Regions from separate parts of the Mus musculus genome. Here all the other regions are linked to region 2. The links are chromatin contacts, called in public ChIA-PET, HiChIP or PLAC-seq and promoter capture Hi-C maps. All regions are on one chromosome and are shown on one strand. The core of a region is the stretch at or near the end of the contact, and the rest is flanking DNA. Distances in the headings are between cores, read along the strand shown. Region 1 holds the start of 2410017I17Rik (RIKEN cDNA 2410017I17 gene). Region 2 holds the start of Ddr1 (discoidin domain receptor family, member 1). Region 3 holds the start of H2-Q2 (histocompatibility 2, Q region locus 2). Region 4 holds the start of H2-T22 (histocompatibility 2, T region locus 22). Region 5 holds the start of H2-Q6 (histocompatibility 2, Q region locus 6).

Evidence for each region. Promoter capture Hi-C pulls out the DNA fragments that hold promoters and counts their contacts. ChIA-PET counts read pairs in DNA pulled down with a chosen protein or histone mark. HiChIP or PLAC-seq counts read pairs in DNA pulled down with a chosen protein or histone mark. Capture Hi-C pulls out chosen DNA fragments and counts their contacts.
Region 1: a contact with region 2 is called in a promoter capture Hi-C map of embryonic stem cells, with 3 times the contacts expected there. The contact joins the promoter of 2410017I17Rik here to the promoter of Ddr1 in region 2. A contact is called at or near these places in 2 of 39 promoter capture datasets (embryonic stem cells and pre-B cells).
Region 3: a promoter capture Hi-C map of adipose tissue shows a contact between it and region 2. The contact joins the promoter of H2-Q2 here to the promoter of Ddr1 in region 2. A contact is called at or near these places in 3 of 39 promoter capture datasets (cranial neural crest, hematopoietic stem and progenitor cells and liver) and 2 of 9 other capture datasets (adipose tissue and macrophages).
Region 4: a contact with region 2 is called in an RNA polymerase II ChIA-PET map of memory CD8 T cells, with 8 read pairs. The contact joins the promoter of H2-T22 here to the promoter of Ddr1 in region 2. A contact is called at or near these places in 1 of 115 datasets of contacts at active chromatin or transcription factors (memory CD8 T cells) and 2 of 9 other capture datasets (adipose tissue and liver).
Region 5: a contact with region 2 is called in an H3K4me3 HiChIP or PLAC-seq map of embryonic stem cells, with 16 read pairs. The contact joins the promoter of H2-Q6 here to the promoter of Ddr1 in region 2. A contact is called at or near these places in 4 of 115 datasets of contacts at active chromatin or transcription factors (embryonic stem cells, neural tube and pancreatic cancer cells).

Annotation. Positions count from the first base shown.
Region 1 is chr17:36,143,623-36,146,322 of GRCm38.p6, reverse strand. 2410017I17Rik (RIKEN cDNA 2410017I17 gene) reads right to left here and starts at 1,305. Exons shown (of 4, transcript NR_033517.1): 1 at 1,121-1,305. It overlaps Gm10499 (predicted gene 10499), which reads left to right and starts at 374. Exons shown (of 8, transcript NM_001370818.1): 1 at 374-463; 2 at 666-935; 3 at 1,136-1,411. The coding sequence starts at 400. It also overlaps a transcript of Gm8909 not described here.
Region 2 is chr17:35,699,206-35,701,905 of GRCm38.p6, reverse strand. It overlaps Ddr1 (discoidin domain receptor family, member 1), which reads left to right and starts at 1,316. Exons shown (of 18, transcript NM_001198833.1): 1 at 1,316-1,475. LOC115488883 (a small nuclear RNA gene) reads left to right here and starts at 2,597; the gene lies at 2,597-2,700.
Region 3 is chr17:35,341,005-35,343,704 of GRCm38.p6, reverse strand. It overlaps H2-Q2 (histocompatibility 2, Q region locus 2), which reads right to left and starts at 1,398. Exons shown (of 8, transcript NM_010392.3): 1 at 1,309-1,398; 2 at 836-1,105; 3 at 317-592. The coding sequence starts at 1,372.
Region 4 is chr17:36,041,484-36,044,183 of GRCm38.p6, reverse strand. H2-T22 (histocompatibility 2, T region locus 22) reads left to right here and starts at 1,442. Exons shown (of 9, transcript NM_010397.5): 1 at 1,442-1,842; 2 at 2,056-2,316; 3 at 2,499-2,700. The coding sequence starts at 1,758. Gm6034 (predicted gene 6034) reads right to left here and starts at 1,223. Exons shown (of 3, transcript NM_001034909.3): 1 at 967-1,223. The coding sequence starts at 1,054.
Region 5 is chr17:35,423,553-35,426,252 of GRCm38.p6, reverse strand. H2-Q6 (histocompatibility 2, Q region locus 6) reads right to left here and starts at 1,403. Exons shown (of 7, transcript NM_207648.2): 1 at 1,313-1,403; 2 at 876-1,145; 3 at 407-682. The coding sequence starts at 1,376.

The DNA of each region.
Region 1 (2,700 bases), core at 56-2,555, 440 kb before region 2:
CCTGCCATGAATCTCTTCAATGATAGACTGAGATGTGGAAGTGTAAACTGAAAGAAACCCTTTCTTCCTCAAGTTGCTTTTGGTCATGGGGTCTTATCACAGCAATGGAAACCCTCACTAAGACACAGGTGCACAAGGGCCTCACTCTGCTCCCTGCAGACACCACCCTCTCCTGCAGCTCAGCTCCTGCCCCTCCCTTGCCCTGGAGCAGCACCACTTTATAGCTCCTGGGGATCTGATGCCCTCTCTGGACCCGGAGGTAGCAGGAATTATCTGGCAGGTCTCATCTCCATTGGGTGGCAGGATCCTGGGGAAGGAACCAACAGCTCCTCCGCGGGCGCTGGTTATAAAGTCCAAGCAGCCCGAGGGCCTCAAATGCCCTGTATCCCAGATGGGACAATGGCGCAGCGAATGCTGCTCCTGCTGCTGGCGGCCGCCCTGACCCTGATCGAGACCCGCGCGGGTGAGTGCGGGGTCGGGAGGGAAACGGCCTCTGCGTGGAGGGGCGGGGACGGCACTGTGGAATCCGCGTCCCCCCGTCGCTCACAAGACCCTCCGCCCTTCTACACCCGCATCCGGAGCCCGGCGCCCTGCTCCCCTCCCGGCCCGCGCAGTGGGCCGGAGTCCCGTGAGGAGGTCCGGGTCTCACCGCGCGCCGCCCCCAGGCTCACACTCGATGCGGTATTTCGAGACCGCCTTGTCCCGCCCTGGCCTCCGGGAACCCCGATTCATCTCTGTCGGCTACGTGGACGACACGCAGTTCGTGCGCTTCGACGGCGACGCGGAGAATCCGAGGTATGAGCCGCGGGCTCCATGGATGGAGCACGAGGGGCGGGAGTATTGGGAGCGGGAGACACAGATCGCCAAGCGCAATGAGCAGAGTTTCCGAGGGAGCCTGAGGACCGCGCAGCGCTACTACAACCAGAGTGAAGGCGGTGAGTGACCCTGGGTGGGAGGTCACGAGCTCGAAATGTCCCTAGACAGGGGCCGGAGATCTCCAATCCCAAGTCTAGGTTCGGGAGCAGAACCGACCCAGGACCGGTTTCCCTTTCACTTTGGAGGAGTCCGCTGGTGGACTAGGCCAGGGCGAGCGGGGGCGGTGCGGGTGAGCGGCGCTGACCTTGGGATCCCGCAGGCCTTCACACGTTCCAGCTGTTGTTCGGCTGTGACGTGGGGTCGGACGGGCGCCTCCTCCGCGGATACCTACAGTTCGCTTATGATGGCCGAGATTACATCGCCCTGAACGAAGACTTGAACACGTGGACGGCGGCGGACCTGGCAGCGCTGATCACCCGACGCAAGTGGGAGCAGGCTGGTGCTGCAGAGCATTACAAGGCCTACCTAGAGGGCGAGTGCGTGGAGTCGCTCCGCAGATACCTGCAGCTCGGGAAGGAGACGCTGCTGCGCACAGGTGCAGGGGCCGCGGGCAGCTCCTCCCTCTGCCCTCGGGCTGGGGCTCAGTCCTGGGGAAGAAGAAACCCTCAGCTGGGGTGATGCCCCTGTCCCAGAAGGGAGAGTGTGTCCCTGGGTCTCTTGATCCCTTGTCACAGTGACTGCACTGACTCTTCCAGGGCTCAGCCTTCTCCCTGGACAGTGCCCAGGCTGTCTCAGGAGGGAAGGAGAGAATTTCCCTGAGGTGACAACAGCTGCTCCCTTCAGTTCCCCTATAGCCTCTGTCAGCCATGGCCTCTCCTAGTCTGGATTCTCTGCCCACACCCACTGTCTGTGGACATGGACTCCTGTCCTGCTGAGTGTGTCAGCCCTTACACCTCAGGACCTGAAGTCGCCTTTACCTGATGGGAGACATGGACTCCCCAACACTAGGCTGGTTGCCCCAGTTTCTAGAATTTTCAAAGAATACATTCTCCCAGATCCCTCCCTGTCTGTAACACAATTCTTTCTATTCCTACAGTGGTGAATGGTCACATGAGCCCTTATGGGCTACCCTGGAGGAATATAAATACTGGAATTTCTTTTTCTTTTTTCTCTTTTCTTTTTCTTCTTTCTTTTTTCTTTCTTTCTTTATTTTTTTTTTTTGAAGGCGTTATTTTGTTTCTAGTCAGTTTTTGTCTGCACTGGAGTGATCCTGTTTCTCCCTGCCCTCCTATTATCATTTGTATCAGTCTACATTGCTAACCTGGATAATTACACAAGATAAGTCAGGGTTCTCATTAAAAGATCGATTATTGTGAGATTACACTGTTTCCTGTCAGACCTAAACATGCAGAAGCCTCCTGCTGTCTCTCTGCCCCCACAAATTACAGTGCTCCCCCTAGTGAATCAGGAATTGGACTTTCTGAGTGACAGGGTCTTCTGAAATCCAGGGCTATAGTGAGCCCTCCCTGTGGGCCCAGTGTGTTCCAGTGAGTGCTGCACTGGGGTCCACAGCTCACTCCAGGGGTCCTGTGTAACATACCTGTACCTTGTCCCCCAGAGTCAGGGGCAGGGAGTCATTTTCTCTGGCTGCACACTTTGTGATGGCTGTTCACTTGAACTGACAGTTAATGTTGGTCTGCAAGATGACCACAGTGGAAGACTCAGTGGTGGCATCCTACCAAGAGCATATGGCCCTAATATCTGATCTTGAAATGAACTCAAACACATATTAAATTACTTTTTTGCCATTCCCTCTTCCATTCTTTGACTACCTCATTTATGCTATTGAACATCACATAAGGATGACCATGTTGATGGATTCTC
Region 2 (2,700 bases), core at 67-2,566:
TTCAGCAGCTGGAACGTCCCTGGGTTTGTAAACTGGAGACCCAGCCTGCCTTGGCTTCTCCCTAGGGGCAGCTTATCTTCCTGGTAGGTTTTTTGTGTGTACTTGTCTTGGTTTGTTTGGACTTCGTGTCTTTCTTGAGACTCTTTGGAAATGCTTTTTGGGTGTGAGTTTTGAGTCAGTTGGGATGTGTTTGTAACCGGGTGGTGAGACCGGAGACTTTACTGTGACCTGACATTATCCGGGGACTTGGCAGGTATGGGGGGGGGGGTGGCGTTGGAGAGAGGTAGGAATGACAGGTGGTGCTGAATGGGACGGAACACCTCCCACACTCCCACACTAGCTCTGTTGTCCTCCCTGCCTCTATCTCTCCGGTCCATGGCTCAGCAGCTCTCTCCGTTCATTGTCTCCTTGTATCCCTGGGTCATGCGTTCCTGTGCTTTGGGCAGTGTCTTTATTTTTCAGGGCGCCTATCTATCTTCCTCCCCCACCCCCACCTCGTCTTGGCTCCATTTTGCCCTTCTCCTTGCCAGAAGCCAGACTCTGCGGCTTCCACCAGGGACCGAGCTGACTGACTGGGACTGAGGGAGGCTTGCCTGAGAAAGACTGCAGAGTTAGCCTGGATGAAGCAGGGATCCCAGGGGGATCCGGAGCTTGGGGGTTTGAATCTCAGGGATCCTGAGAAGACAGGAGGGAGCTGCCAAGCTGGGGAGAGGTTCTGGAAGAAGGGAACAGAAAAAAGTTGAGACTAAAAGAGTGTGACCGGCTCTCAGACTTGGGGCGCGCGGGGATGGGGGGAGTGATTTAGGTTGGGATCCGGAGGAGGGGTGTGTGCCAAATGGTGACAAATGGGGTGGAGTGTGAACCTAGAGGGTCTGGCTAGACAGGTGAGCCCGGCTCCCTTCCCCCAGCCGGGCTGCAGCTCTCGCTCCGGTGCTGGGCCTGTGGGAACCCGTTCCTTCCTGCGTGCCCTGGGGCCGCTTCTCCGTGCTTCTCTCCCTCTCTCCAGGAACCGAGCCCAGAAAAAGGGGAGGAGGGACGGCGCCAACTCTCCCCACCCCCGAGCCACCGCGCGGGGTCCCTAGGGGGCTTAGCGGGCCCCTGATGGTGCTGCTGTACCCCAGCATCGGGGTGGCGGGGGATGGGCGTGCGGATCACCTAGTGGAGGCTACGCGCTGGGGAGCACTTGCAGGGCGGGTACCGCACTAGGAGAGGAGCGAGGGGCGGCGCCGGGCGTGGGAGCGCGGGCGCCGGGGCGGGAGTACCGGCGGGGGACGGGCGCGGGGAGGCGGCGCCTGGGCGCGATCCGGCCCCGCGCTGGCTCCTCTCCCCGGAACAGGCCCCCGACAGCTGCTCGCGGGAGCCGCCTCCCGACACCCGAGCCCCGCCGGCGCCTGCGCTCCCCTCCCGCGCCCCGCCGCCGAGGAGGCCCCAAGCCGGGGCCTGACGCCCGGGTCCGCCCCGGAGAGCCATGAGAGGTAGGGACTGAGGCGGGGACGAGCAAGAGGCAAGGGGAGCGGGTTGGGGAACCCCAGTTATGTTTGCTGCCCCGGGATTTTGACTCTCCATCCAAAGCAGAGGGTCCTGACTTTCCGAGAAACTATTCCGAAAAGAGAGCGAGGACCTCTCTTTTCTTGGGTGAGGGGAGAACCTAACTCCAAGAGGACAGGTGCGCGCATATGTAGCCCACTGAGTCATCCTATCGGTGCCTACCCCTCAACCTCCGGTGCCATGCTTACGGACATGCTCGGTTAAGCTGCCCAGGCCAGAGGGAGCCAGCCTGACGCCCAACCTACCAGACCAGCCACGCTCCGTGGTTGCCGGGTTGTGCCAAGAGACGAGGTCACCGCCCAATGAGCAACGCTCCCAGGCTCCCTTTCTGGCCAGGCAATTCTTTTCAGCACCCCCTCTCCCAGCCACCGCCCGGCTGGCCTACAACTGAGTGGCTGAGAAGGATGGAGGTGTGTCCAGACTCGTGTGGCACTCACTGTAGGGACAGGTCACACACAGTAGAATGCTTGAGAACAGGGAGAGATGGTCCTTGTTTTTCTTGCTGTTCTTCCCACCTGAGTCCCACCTGTTCCTGCCTGCTCTTGGCTTCCCTCTGGCTCAGTCACTCTGGATGTTTGGGGGTGGGTGGCTCCGTTCTCTGAGGATCCTGTACCTCAGGGCCTGCGTGTGGCTCACTTTGTCTTCTGATTATAGGAGCTTGTGTCTGCCGTTTAGTATTCGCTAAATGGTGAGATCTGACTTTATAGATTACCTCGGGGTTTGTGGCACACACCTGTAATTAGCCTCTGGTGATAAAGAACTGAAGGTCAGCCTTCCTTGGCATCGTAGTTGAACTTGAGACCTTGTCTCAAACAAAACAAAACAAACAAACAAAAACCCCAACCAACTATCTTGCTGTTAGGAGTACAGGTCTTTAGTTCCAGCACTCGAGTGGCAGAGGCAGGAGAATCTCTCTGAGTTCCAGGCTAGCCAGGGCTACACAGTGAGACAACAAAACCCAAGCAACTAACCAGTCCTTCTCCCCGCCCCAAAGCAACACAAAGAAATCAAACGCACACACAGAAGATGTCAAGATCTGTGTGGAGTGGTGCTGGCTTCGGCAACACATATACTAAAATTGGAAAGATACAGAGAAGACTAATGCGGCCCCTATACAAGCATGACACGGAAATTCATGAACGGTCCTTAATT
Region 3 (2,700 bases), core at 149-2,648, 360 kb after region 2:
CACACAGTAGGTGTGGGCAGAGAACCCGGCCTGGGAGAGGCCATGGCTGACAAAGGCTACAGGGGAACTGAAGGGAGCAGCTGTTGTTACCTCAGGGAAATTCTCTCCTTCCCTCCTGAGACAGCCTGGGCACTGTCCAGGGAGAAGGCTGAGCCCTGGGAGAGTCAGTGCAGTCACTGTGATGAGGGATCAGGAGACCCAGGGTCACTCTCTCCCCTCTGAGACAGGGGCATCACCCCAGCTGAGGGTTTCTTCTTCCCCAGGACTGAGCCCCAGCCCGAGGGCAGAGGGAGGAGCTGCCCGAGGGCCCCTGCACCTGTGTGCAGCAGCGTCTCCTTCCCGAGCTCCAGGTATCTGCGGAGCCACGTCAAGCAATCGACCTCCAGGTAGGCCCTGCGCTTCTCTGCAAGACCAGCCTGCTCCAACTTGCTTCGGGTCTTCAGTGCTGCCAGGTCCGCCGCTGTCCACGTTATCAGATCCTCATTCAGGGCGAGGTAATCGCGGCCATCGTAGGCAGACTGCTCATACCCTCGGAGTAGGCTTCCGTCTGGCCCCAGGTCACAGCCAACCAACCACTGGAGAGTGTGAGAGCCTACGGGATCCCGTGGTCAGCTCCCCACCCCCTCCCCACCCGGCCCAGGCCGCCACCACCCGCCCCGCTCCCGCCCCCAGACTACCTGTCCGGCCCCGCCCACCTGTGGGCTCAACCAAACTGAAAGGGAAACCGATTCCAGGTGGGTTCTGCTCCCGAACCTTGGACTTGGGATGCGGGAGGTCTCTGGGCTCCTGTGTGGGGACGTGGAGGGGTCGTGACCTCCGACCCGGGGTCACTCACCTCCCTTGCTCTGGTTGTAGTAGCTCAGTGCGGTCCCCAGGCTCACTCGGAAACTCTGCTCATTTTCCTTGGAGACCTGTGTGTTCCGCTCCCAATACTCCGGCCCCTCCTGCTCCATCCACGGCGCCCGCGGCTCCATCCTCGGATTCTCCGCGTCGCTGTCGAAGCGCACGAACTGCGTGTCGTCCACGTAGCCGACGATAATGAACCGGGGCTCCCCGAGGCCAGGCCGGGACACGGCGGTGGTGAAATACCGCAGCGAGTGTGAGCCTGTGGACGGCGCGCGGTGAGACTCCGACCTCCTCCCGGAGCCCCGGCCGGGTTCGCGGGCGGGGAGGCCAGCAGGGTGCGGTGCTCGAGATGTAGGTGGAGAAGGGGCGGAAGGTATGGTGGGCGACGTGGGGACGCGGCTTCCCCGTTGCCGCCCCAGCCCCTCTCCGCAGACGCTGTTTCCCTCCCGACCCCGCACTCACCCGCGCGTGTCTCAGTCAGTTTCAGGGCGGCCACCAACAGCAGGAGCAGCCTTCGCAGCGCCATTGCCCCATCTGGGATACAGGGCATCTGAGGCCCTTGGCTGCATGGACTTTATAACCTGCGCCCGCTGCTGAGGAGCTGGTTGGTTTCCCAGGATCCTGCCACCCAATGGAAATGAGACCTGCCAGATAATTCCTGCTACCTCAGGGTTCAGAGAGGGCATCAGATCCCCAGGAGCTATAAAGTGGTGCTGCTACAGGGCAAGGGAGGGGCAGGAGCTGAGCTGCAGGAGAGGGTGGAGTCTGCAGGGAGCAGAGTGAGGCCCTTGTGCACCTGTGTCTTAGTGAGGGTTTCCATTGCTGTGATAAGACCCCATGACCAAAAGCAACTTGAAAAAGAAAGGGTTTCTTTCAGTTTACACTTCCACATCACAGTCTATCATTGAAGAGATTCAGGGCAGGACCTTGAGAGGATTCTAAAGGAGGAACTGAAGAAGAGGATGAGGACCAGTGCTAATAGCTTTGTAGCTCATGGCTTGCTCAGCCTGCTTTCTTATACAATCCCTGATGACCTGCTAAGACAACCTGCAGTGAGCTGAGCCCTTCCATACTGATCATTAATAATAATTTTTAAATTGCCTTATACACTTCCCCAAAAGCGTCCTGGATGGATGCAATTTCTCAATTCAGGATCCTCTTCTTATATATGTCTCAGTTGGTGTGGAATTAACAAAATACAAACAGCACAGGCTCCTGGTGCAGGGTCACTCAGTGAGAGCTGAGGGAGGAGGATATGTGAGTTCCTCTCCCTGAGCTGAGCCAGGGACCTGTCCTGTGGATGGAGGCCCCATGGAAAAACAGTTGGAATGCAAGGAATGGGAACACAGTGGGTTCCAACTCCATTCCTGCCCCTCAGTCCTGAGGACCTGTCTCTCCCTTGCCTGTTGGTTGATGCTGTTGACATAACCATGGGAGGGACTGATAAAGTCAGGGCATGGGAGGAGAAGGGTTGCTTCAGGAGCTTTCCCTTCCCCAGAACTGTGTGGTAGCCTGATCACACAACATCAGTGATGGGAGCAGCTCCAGGCTTGGTTTTAGCTGCATTGAACCATGTCTGCTCGCTGACCAACATCCACAATTTATCCAGGTTGACAGTTGGGCAGAAGCTCTGGTTCCTCTTCAGGTGGTCATGCCTCACACCAACTTTCCCTGAGTGACCTGGGTGACACTTGTGAAGTTCATCCTGAGGTGATGCCTCTAGCATTCCTGTGGCCTCCTGGGTGCTCGCAGTGTTTTCCTGATGCAACCATGGCCTCGGCTCAGGTGGCCCCGGAGTTTCCAGGTCTTCCTCAGTCTGGATGGCATGGCAATGGCAGAAAGGAAAGAGGCTCC
Region 4 (2,700 bases), core at 193-2,692, 340 kb before region 2:
CTCTTGGCCACTTTGTTTCTTCTCCCTGTCCTGGTTCTCTCTCTCTCTCTCTCTCTCTCTCTCTCTCTCTCTCTCTCTCTCTCTCTCTCTCTCTCTCTCTCTCTCTCCCTCTCTCTCTCTCTCTCTCTCTCTCTCCTCCGACTGCCTTCCCCCATCTCCCTCTCATGGCCAGGTCTATTCTGCTGGCTGTGTTCAGTCTGAGCTCTTCCTTTTCCTTCACCACGACTAGAACTGTGAAATGGCTGTACCATTTTCATTCACTACCACCCTCACTCTAGCTCAATTAGATTTTCATGACCCCTGACAACCATTTCCCACACAAAGAAGAATGAGGCAGTGCTGGGCTCCTTCTCCCCAGCCCTCCCCCAATAACCACCCTGACTATTAACCTTCACAAGGTCAGTCCATCAAATGCTAGTTCAGTGAAGGGACTCTGCAAAAGTCATTAGGGCTCCGAACCAGCTGACTTTACTCTGAGGGACTGTCCTGATCAGGGCAAATATTAAAAGGACTGCGTTCTGTGCCCAGACCCACAGTGTGATGACTCTACACAGGAGATTTCCTCCAATGGCCTTCATAAAGCCACCCAAAGAACCCAAAGTCCATGGAGAGTAACCAACATTCCTGCTCTGCTCCATCCAGCAAGGACAGGGGACCTTGCCCAGAAACTGAGAAATGGAATCCTGCCACATGTTCCCTGTGAGCTTTGAGAACTCTGCTTCAGAGATGAGTCCCAACCTTGTGCAAAACTCCATAATGCGAGCTAGTCAACTTGGCAGGTTCATTGAGAAAATATAACTCACTGGTCCTTGGCAGTGCATGTCTTTAATGCCAGCACTCGGGGGTGAGAAACAGGTGGATCTCCTGAGTTTGAGGCAAGCCTGGCCTAAAAAGGAAAGTCCTGAAGGGAGACAGACAGACAGACAGACAGACAGACAGACAGACAGACAGGAGAAGGGATCTCACCTAGGTCTCCAGTGAATTCTACCAAAAAGCTGGCTATTGCCAACATGGGCCCTGGGATGTTTCCTTCTGGAGGAGTCCTGTGTCCCATGAGAGGGCCTGAGATCAGTGTGCAGTCTCCCCTGGATTCCACAGACAGCCTCTGAACAGGTCTCGGGAAGACGGAGTGAAGGAACAGCTCTTTCAGCGCTTTCTGGGCACTTTGGGAGTCTGTGCAAATCCCTGGCAGGCAAGGACTCTCAGGACCTCAAGAGGAAAGTAGCTGGGAGAGTCCCTAATTGGCTTAGTTTCACTTTCGAATCCCCAACTTCTCTTGAGTTTTTCTGCCTAGATATTGATGACTTGGCACTAGTTCTCACTTTCTGTAGGGCAATTTCTCCTAATTATTTGATTGGCTAATAACGACGACAAGAAGCCAATCGCTGGGCTAAGATGAAAAGGCAAGAAAGGAAGTCATGACGTGGGAGAAAGGAACGCCTTTTACCGCCCTGCTCTCTCTGCGACCCTCCTCTCCCCAGGCAGGGTTGAGAGCAAGAAGGTGCAGGATGTAGGCCTGCAGAATTGTCAGACCCAGTGGCGGCTTTTGCCACTGGAAGAATTTCCAACATAAAACAGAGGATCAGTTTGGGACAATCGATTCTGCGACCAGAGGTAGTGTCATTTGGTTACTTTTAAAATTCAGATTTTCTGGTGTTTTCCAATCACTCGCGACTGTAATTTGAAGTTGGGTTCTGAGATAATACAATCGCTGTCGCTCTAGTTTATAAAGCTGTCCAAGATCTGCCCAGTCCCAGATGTCCTGGGTCCTCAGGGCCGCTGTGGTCTGCGCCCTTCTCCTGCAGCTGGATGCCAGACCATCCTGGACTCGGATCCCTTTGGGTGAGTGAGACCGGGGAGGGAAACTGTCTCTACTGGGAAGGCTAGGGATAGCACCACCCAGTCTCTGCACCACCCAGCAAGATCCTCCAGCCCCCCTTTTTCAGCTGTCCCGAGCTTGGCGCCCTGCTCCCTTCCCGGCCCGCACTCCCGCTCGAGATCGAGATGGGGATCGAGGAGGAGGAGGTCGGGGTCTCATCGCGCTCCTCCTCCCAGGTTCACACTCGCTTAGGTATTTCTACACCGCTGTGTCCCGGCCTGGCCTTGGGGAGCCCTGGTTCATAATCGTCGGCTATGTGGACGACATGCAGGTCCTGCGCTTCAGCAGCAAGGAGGAGACTCCGAGGATGGCACCCTGGCTGGAGCAGGAGGAAGCAGATAACTGGGAGCAGCAGACTCGTATAGTCACAATTCAAGGACAGCTGTCTGAAAGGAATCTGATGACCCTGGTTCATTTTTACAACAAGAGCATGGACGGTGAGTGATCCGAACCCATCCCAAGGATGTACCAGGGTTGTCCATATTCACTAGACCAGAGTTTCACCCAACACATGCCCAGTTCCTCAAAAACCAAGAGTCTGCAGGGATTTACTTGGAGTTGGTCTGTGTTCTACTCGTGTTGCTGCGACAGGACTGACCACCAACTATGTCCTTCCTAGACTCTCACACACTACAGTGGCTGCAAGGCTGCGATGTGGAGCCAGATCGGCACCTGTGTCTCTGGTACAACCAGCTCGCCTATGATAGCGAGGATCTCCCCACCCTGAACGAAAACCCAAGTTCCTGTACAGTGGGAAACAGCACTGTACCTCACATCTCTCAGGACCTGAAGAGCCACTGCTCAGATCTGCTGCAGAAATA
Region 5 (2,700 bases), core at 154-2,653, 280 kb after region 2:
TAGGATAGTCCATGTCTCCCATCGGGTAAAGGAGACTTCAGGTCATGAGGTGTAAGGGCTGACACACTCAGCAGGACAGGAGTCAGTGTCTACAGACAGTGGGTGTGGGCTGAGAACCCGGCCTGGGAGAGGCCATGGCTGACAGAGGCTACAGGGCAACTGAAGGGAGCAGCTGTTGTTACCTCAGGGAAATTCTCTCCTTCCCTCCTGAGACAGCCTGGGCACTGTCCAGGGAGAAGGCTGAGCCCTGGGAGAGTCAGTGCAGTCACTGTGATGAGGGATCAGGAGACCCAGGGTCACTCTCTCCCCTGTGAGACAGGGGCATCACCCAGCTGAGGGTTTCTTCTTCCCCAGGACTGAGCCCCAGCCCGAGGGCAGAGGGAGGAGCTGCCCGCGGCCCCTGCACCTGTGCACAGCAGCGTCTCCTTCCGGAGCTGCAGGTATCTGCGGAGCGACTGCACGCAAGCGCCCTCCAGGTAGGCCCGGTCTCTCTCTGCAATACCAGCCTGCTCCCACTTGTGTAGGGTGATCTGTGCAGCCATGTCCGCCGCCGTCCAGGTTTTCAGGTCTTCGTTCAGGGCGATGTAATCGCGGCCTTCATAGGCGAACTGCAGGTACCCGCGGAGGAGGCGCTCGTCGGACCCCACGTCACAGCCATACATCCACTGGAGTGTGTGAGAGCCTGCGGGACCCAGTGGTCAGTCCCTCCTCCGCCCACCCCCCCCCCCACCCCCCACCGCGGACTCCTCCAAACTGAAAGGGAATCCGGTCCTGGGTCAGTTCTGCTCCTGAAACTCGGACTTTGGACCCGGGACCTCACCGGCCTCTGTTTCGGGACGTGGAGGGGTCGTGACCTCCGACCCGGGGTCACTCACCGCCCTTGCTCTGGTTGTAGTATCTCTGTGCGGTCCTCAGGCTCACTCGGAAACTCTCCTCATGGCCCTTGGCTTTCTGTGTCTCCCGCTCCCAATACTCCGGCCCCTCCTGCTCCATCCACCGCGCCCGCGGCTCCATCCTCGGATTTTCCGCGTCGCTGTCGAAGCGCACGAACTGCTTGTTGTCCACGTAGCCGACGATAATGAACCGGGGCTCCACGAGGCCGGGCCAGGACACAGCAGTGTGGAAATACCGCAGCGAGTGTGGGCCTGGGGGCGGCGCGCGGTGAGACCCCGACCTCCTCCCGGGACCCCGGTCGGGTACGCGGGCCGGGAGTGGAGCAGGGCTCGGGGCTCGGGTGGAGAAGGGGCGGAGGTCCGGTGGGCGACGCGGGGACGCGGCACAGGGGCTGTTTCCCTCCCGACCCCGCACTCACCCGCGCGGGTCTCGATCAGGGTCAGGGCGGCCGCCACCAGCAAGAGCAGCGTTGTTAGAGCCATTGCTCCTCTCGGGGATTCAGGTCGACTGACTCCTGTGGGCAGCGTGGACTTTACAACCCGCTCCCGCGCCGACGCTGATTGGTTCCCGGTGATCACCTCACCCAATAGGGGTGAGAACTGTTACAGGTCATCAGTGTCCTGGCAGAATGAACTGACCCAGGTTAGGAGCAGAAGTGAAACTGGGGAGATGGGGAATCCCCAGCCATGGGCTTCCCCACCCTTGACCTCACAGCCTGGAGATTAAGACTTTGCCTGAACCCTGTGCCGGGGACAGAGAGCTGTTTGTCATGGTGTCTCCGAGTTCTGATCCAGAAGCTGTCAGGACACCAGGAGAGACCCGCAGGCCATACTCTCTGTGCCCTATCCTCCACTCTTCCTCTTCCTTCTTCTCTTCAGAAGTCAGACCTTGGAGTCTTCTAGAAGAAATGCCACTTCTGGGAATACAATGGAGACACAAGCACTTGGGGATGCAGTGAAGATAGGCTTCTCCTTAAAGCAGAGGCGCTGGTCTGCAAAGCCCCACATGGACTCCATAGAGACCAGGCTCTGTTCACCTGCAATGGGCGGCTCACACTTCCAAGCCTGAGTGCAGGACTCTCATCAGTTAAGTGTAGACTTCGCCTCTCTCCTCAGGATCTGTCTTCTCACAGATTCCTTGTGTTACCTCCTAGTTGAAGAGCTGTGGCTGCAGGGTTTTTGTTTGTTTGTTTGTTTGTTTGTTTCTTCTTTGGTTTTTTTTTTTTTTTTTTTAGAGATAGGGTTTTTCTGTATAGCACTGGCTGTCCTGGAACTCACTTTGTACTCCAGGCTGGCCTCGAACTCAGAAATCCACCTGCCTCTGCCTCCCAAGTGCTGGGATTAAAGGCATGTGCCACCACGCCCGGAATCTTTGTTTTGTTTTTGTTTTTTAAAACAAAGATCTTCCTTCTGAGTTTGTCTGTGTAGACCTGGGACTCAGCACAGGAGATCCCCTTGTCCACTGAAGAGAGACCCCTGTGCAGACCACAGACAGCAGGGCACTGATCGCTGTCTCCACTGCACTTCTCTATTTCTGCACTTCCAAGGTGCAGTTGCTTTAGTGACTCAATCACAGTAGGAGAGGAACTGTCACCAACTATAACACAGAATAAATATGATAGTATGGTAGAAGCTATGTAATTTCTGACCCTCTCCCTCCCTCCCTGACCTTCACTCACACGTATGAGCTGATGAGGTGAGGGACATGAATGTCACAGCTGTGTGGGACATGGGTTCTGATAATTGAGTTGGCCCCAGAGTTCCCCAGGCCTGTGCAGTGTGGACACTGGAAGAAAGATGATTCTCA